Regions from separate parts of the Capra hircus genome. Here region 1 is linked to region 2. Evidence: chromatin contacts called from public Hi-C data. All regions are on one chromosome and are shown on one strand. Each heading gives the region's core, a stretch centred on a gene start, on an enhancer-like site or on the middle of the called end of the contact. The rest is flanking DNA. Distances are from core to core; before and after follow the strand shown.

The links. A called contact is a pair of places that touch in the nucleus more often than the background predicts.
Region 1: a contact with region 2 is called in a Hi-C map of blood, with 4 times the contacts expected there. The contact joins the promoter of LOC102184560 here to the enhancer-like site in region 2. A contact is called at or near these places in 3 of 5 Hi-C or Micro-C datasets (all in blood).

What each region holds. Positions count from the first base shown.
Region 1 is chr21:58,038,979-58,041,846 of ARS1.2, forward strand. LOC102184560 reads left to right here and starts at 1,489. Exons shown (of 7, transcript XM_018065951.1): 1 at 1,489-1,740. The coding sequence starts at 1,634.
Region 2 is chr21:57,973,589-57,976,396 of ARS1.2, forward strand. It overlaps ASB2 (ankyrin repeat and SOCS box protein 2), which reads right to left. Exons shown (of 10, transcript XM_018066414.1): 8 at 837-1,401. Among named protein-coding and RNA genes, the nearest start is that of FAM181A, 14 kb to the left of the region's middle. Within about 2 kb of position 1,278, at least 2 of the 5 cell types and tissues checked have an H3K27ac peak or open chromatin away from gene starts, as enhancers often do.

The sequences.
Region 1 (2,868 bases), core at 239-2,738, 66 kb after region 2:
ACACCCTGCCCTCAAGCCCATCCCTGTCTCCACACCTGCAGAGCCCCTCCCCTACCTCTGCCTTCACTGCAGCCCCTCCTGATGGTCTCCCTGGCGAGACCCTCCCAGGCTGCCCTCTGCAGAGCCCCCGCTCTGATTGAATGGGGCCTCCAGTGGGGAAGGCCTGGCCAGACAACTGGGCAGTGAATGGAACAGGTGTATCAGAGGCAGGCACCATGCCCAGGTCCCCGTCAGTGATGGAGGCCCCGCACCAGGTCACAGGGCTGAGCATTAGGCAGGGGCAGGGCCAGGACCAGGTTTAGGTCCAGAAGTTTCCTTCTGTTCCCCCACCTCCCCTGCCACAGGCCAGGTTTCATCCTTAGCCTTGAGGGGGCTGGGGAGAGAGGGGCTGAACTCTCCATGGTTGCTGACTATCCCACCTAGGGAGGTACCCAAGCTATAGCTACCCAGAATCAGGTTAAAGGAGGCAAAAAGGGGAGTCCCAGGACAAGCCAGTAGGATTTGGGAAGCTTGCAAGGTAGGGGTATCAAGGAAGATCAGCCTTGAAAGAAGGGTAAAAATAGCCCAAGTTCACCGCCTCCCCCCCAGGTCACCAACGCCTCTCCACCCCTTCCCCTGGGGAACTGAATCGGGGAGCAAAAGGCCCCCAGGACCTCAGGGAATCAGGCCCTCCACTCCACCCCCAGGTGAATCCTGCAATAGACAACGTCATGAGAACGGAAGCCAGCATTGTGACGTCACAGGTTGGCGATGGCTTTGTGCTCCCGGAGCTGTCGAGTGAGTCAGCCAGGCCCCTTCCTCCTCTGTGTGCTCATGGACCCCTGTCTGACACTGGGGGCTGGAAAAGTTGACCAAATAGCCCCTCCCCTTCTCACCCTGCTCCTCCCATGCGCTAGCCTGGCCCAGCAGGTGGCCAGTGAATGGCACGCTTAGGGAGATCGTCTTCTTTTAGCCGTAGCTAGCAAACCAGACTTAGGTGAGTGGCCCAGGAACTCTTTGCAAGGCTGTGTTGAAACTGCCTGTTAACTAGGCCACCTTCCCAGCTTGACCGTGAGCTATTCCATGTGTCTACCTCGGTCTAGCTCTATGGATACTCAGAGTATATGATGTCAGTTAAATGCATAAATGGTTGGCAGGATGGTTGGGGAGAGACAGATGACAAAGGAGCCTCCTCCCTCTGTGGGCTACTCTCTAAGCCTGCCCCAGCTCTGCCCCCTTGGACTCTTTCCTGAATTCTCTTGGAAGCCAGCACATGTTGGAAGTCCCAGGCATCTTGGTGCCCATGGGTCTTGACGGTCCCCATTATGGTGTGACAATGATGATGATGCCACTGCAGAATGGCACCTTTGGTCCCTCCAGAGCTGGAGGCACTGCTCAAAGGCCCCAGACTTTGAATTTAATAAAACTGGAGTCCAAATCAGCCCTGCTGTACATCCTCGAGCTGGTCACAGGGGTCCCCTCTGAACCTTGGTTTCCTTTTCTAGGAAGCAAGATTGGAACCTGACTTCTGAGGACCGTCAGGAGGACTGGAAGAGAAAGCTACCGCCTTGCCTGTTGTCGTGGACACCCACCTCCTTCCTGCCTGGCCTACGTGGCCCCATCGTCCAGAGTCACCCAAGGTGGTGCGGTGGCGATGCTGGCGGCCAGGGACGCAGGCCAGGAGGCTGGCCTGAGTGATTCCGGCAACAAGGACAGGGACCTGCAGGTGCTGTTCCAGGAACTCTGCCAACTGCAGGCCAAGTACGACTTGTCCCGAGCCCCGCTGTGCCCCGGGCCCCGGCCCCAGGGCCACCTGCGGTGGGCTAAGCGGCTGGGACTGAGCAAAAATGCCTGAGGGAGCAATGGAAAAATTCCTCAGGGCAAGGAAATGGCCAAGGGGTGGGGGATGCCTGGGAGTAAGTCAGGAGGGGTAGCTGAATTGTGAGTAGCGAGGGGTGGGGGCGCATAACTCTCCCTCTTTGACGTCAGGCTTTGGCTGGTCCCAGGCCCTGCACAAGCTCAGTCTCACAGCATGAAGGCAGGGCTGTGGGTGGCCATCCCCATGCACCTGTCAACTCAGCCTTTCCAAAATCAACGTGCGAGGCTGCTGCCCTGGCTCCAAGCAGATGCCCTGGGTCCTTGCCCAGAGAGGCCCTTCATATCAGGCTGCCCACGAAAGCCTGAATTGGGTGCAAAAGGATGCATCTGTGAGTGATTTTTTGGAGAGAAGGCCCAGCCCATCCATCATACTCTCACAGGGCTTCCAACCCCAACAATGTTTAGCATTGTGGCTCACCCCACATGGTATTTGCAGAGGGGAAGACCATTCTTTCTTGAATTTTTCAAGATGGTGTGGATGAGAAAATAGGGTCTGAGATGCAGAGTGGCTTGCCCTGGGGCAGTCAGTGGTCACTCAAAGATACCTACCATGGCCCTGTCCCCCTCTGCCCGCTGCCCTTGACTGCTGACCTTGAATGGGCCCGGAGCAGGAGACTCATCTTGCTTGGTGATGCCCTTGACTGTCAAGCATGGCTGGGCAGTCGCATGTGGCCATCTCCCCTCTGGGGGCTGCTGGGGTCCCGACCTCAGATGTGCTGGGCGTCCCAGACCTGGTCCCCACCTGCTGTGAGGAACTGGTTACCCCTGTTACACATGGCCCACCCAGGCAGAGAGGTGAAACCCCTGGCCAGATCATCGGCTAGCGGGGACTCAGGCCATCTGCCACCTGCTCAGCCTGCAGGAGGGGCTCCGTAGACCCCACGCCAGAAAGTTTCAGCCTTGCTTTTCCCCCAGGTCTCCTTTCTTATGGCCTGACCACAGGCATCTGTTTGACCTATGACTCAGTTTACTCAGCAATAAAATGGGGGTGGAGAGACGCAGTCAGTGGCC
Region 2 (2,808 bases), core at 28-2,527:
GCCCTTAAGTGATGCCATTAGCCATTGTTAATAGCTCTAAGAGAAGAGTGTTTCTAATTTCCTTTTTAAAGATTTGTTTTTTCGCCTATGGTGGGTTTTTGTCGCTGCACACAGGCTTTCTCTGGTTGCAGCAAGCGGGGGCTACTCTTCATTGCGGTCTGCAGGCTTCTCTTGTTGCACAGGCTCTAGGCACGCAGGTTTCCATAGTTGCGACTCACAGGCTTAGTTGCTCAGTGGTATGTGAGATCTGGGACCGGGGATGGAACCAGTATCCCTTGCAGTGTTGGATTCTTAACCATTGGACCACTAGGGAAGTGCCTCTAACTTCCTGTTCTTTGGACTTTGACTTATTAAATCACACCATGGGCAGGTCTTGCCTCTGGGGTCACTGACTTTCTGTAGCTCACCTGCTCTTCTATTAGGCCTGTTCTCACCTCTACCCGGATCTTGGTCCATCACCGTGATATTCCAGGTGTAGGTTTGCTGGGGGTGGTGAACCCCTCAGTTTTGCAGAGTTCCCCACTAATCGCCTGCCGAACTGTTCCCTCCCCTAATACAGAGGACGGAAATGCTCCTGCGAACTGCTAAGGCCTGCTGCCTCTAAAAGAGGTTAACCACTGAATTTCCACTGCCTCCAAAGGGTGCTAAACGCCAGCTCACAGGCCCTCCAAAGTGCACTAACCGTTAGTCCCCACTGCCTCTAAATCCTGTTCACCACCGTCTCCAGCTGCCTCCCAAGTGCAGTCCACCCTGCCGAGGGTCCCCCCTGCCTCCAGTCCCCCCAGCCTCGGGAGCCCGCGGGGCCTGGCCGCAGTCCCCGCGGCGCGCCCCCCTACCTGGACCGCGCTGGGCGCCTTGTCGGAGGCGGGCGCATCGTTGAACCTGTTGGAGGGCGGCGGGGCGGGCGGGTGCGGGCCGTTGCCGTACAGGCACGAGAAGCAGGGCTCGCCGTCGCAGCCGAGGTCCATGAGGAACTTGAGCAGCGACAAGCACTTCATGGCGAACATGATGGTGGCGGGGAAGGAGGTGGGGTGCGTGGCGATGTAGGCGTCGATGTTGGCGCCGTGGTCCAGCAGCAGCTGCATGGTGCGCAGGCAGCCGTGTCGGATGGCCACGAGCAGGGGGTTGATGACGTCACGGTTGGGGTCGGCGCCGGCGAGCAGCAGCAGCTCGGTGGCGTACACGTTGTTGTTGACCACGGCGAAGTAGAGCGCAGAGCTGCGGCGGTCCTCGTAGAGGCGCGCGCGCTCGGGCGCTAGCGGCGCGTTCACGTCGAAGCGCGCGCCCAGCAGGGCCTCGAGCACCTCGTCGTTGTTGCGCTCGGCCGCCAGGTGCAGCGGGCTGATGCCGCTACGGCGCACGCGCGTGCGGCTGGTCACCGGCAGCAGCATCTGCACGATCCTGCGGGTGGGGCGGGCACGCGCGGGTCACGGCACCGGACCCGCCGGCAGGGGGCGCCGAGGGGCCCAGGCTCAGACGCTCGCAACCACTGCGTGGGAGCGGCAGGGCCCACCAGCAGGGGGCGCCGTGGAGACGGCCAGTCTCAACAATTACACTGGAGGGAGGCCAGTCTCAACAATTACACTGGAGGGAGAGGGGGCCACTTTACAGATAAGGAAACTGAGGCCCAGAGAGCTTCCACCACGTTCTCAAAACTTCAGAGCCGGTAACGAGTGGAGCTGGGCTTCAAACCCAGAACCCCTAAAGCTAGTGTGAAGTGAAAGTCACTCAGTCGTGTCTGACTCTTTGCGACCCTATGGACTATACAGTCTATGGAATTCTCCAGGCCAGAATACTGGAGTGTGCAGCCATTCCCTTCTCCAGGGGATCTTCCCAACCCAGGGATCGAACCCAGATCTCCCACACTGAAGGCGGATTCTTTAGAAGCTGAGCCACAAGCCTCCAGAGTCTGAGCCCTTTAAAAATCTCAGCCAGATCGGACTGCAGTTTCAAGAATCTCTTGCTGACTTCTTTCAGGCTAAGGGGTATTTCTAGAGGAATTGACTGGAAGGCCCCCAGACCTAGAGTGGGAAAACAATGAAGTTGTGCAGACCCTGCCCTGCCTAGGTCGGTGGAGCGGGGCGGAGCGGAGGGGGGGGGAAGGGGGGTGTTTGGGGGTGGGGACAGCCCTATCCAAGGGCTCACTATGTGCCAGGACACCGTCCAAAGGCTTTACACGCATTATTTGGTTTAATCTCCACAACAACCCATAAAGTGTGTCTTGTCATTCACATTTGTTTCAGATGAGAAAAATCCGTGCTCAGTGATGTTAGGGGACTTGCCCAGGTCATATGTTGGGAGACACAAACCAGGACTTGTCCCCTCCCCTGACTCCAGGGCTAAGCTGTCCTATATCTCTGTTTTGCTGCCCCGAGGACTTGAGGGAGCCTCCAGGTCCTGGGGAACAGGAAGGGACAAACGTGTCTGTCCCAACCACTCCTGCCCCAGGCCCTGGTCAGCCCTCAGTGACCGTGACGTCGCCTCCCCTGTCCTGTGGATCTCAATGCCTCTTCCCCTGAAGGCTGATTCTAGCCTCTCCCAGGCTTGCTGCCCTGCCTATGGCCTGGAGAGGGCTGATCAGCTGTGGCTGAGGCTGGAGATTCCTGCCAGTCCTGACTGTGGTCTCTCCTGTTGAATCAGGTGCTGTTCTCAGCAGTTAACCTACAGTAATCTATTATAATATATCCTCCCAACAGCCCTATGAGGTGTGTACTAGTATTAATCTCACTTACAGATGAGGAACCAGAAACCCAGAGGGGGTCAGCGACTTGCCCTGGGACACACAGCCAGCCAGGAGTAGGTGATGGC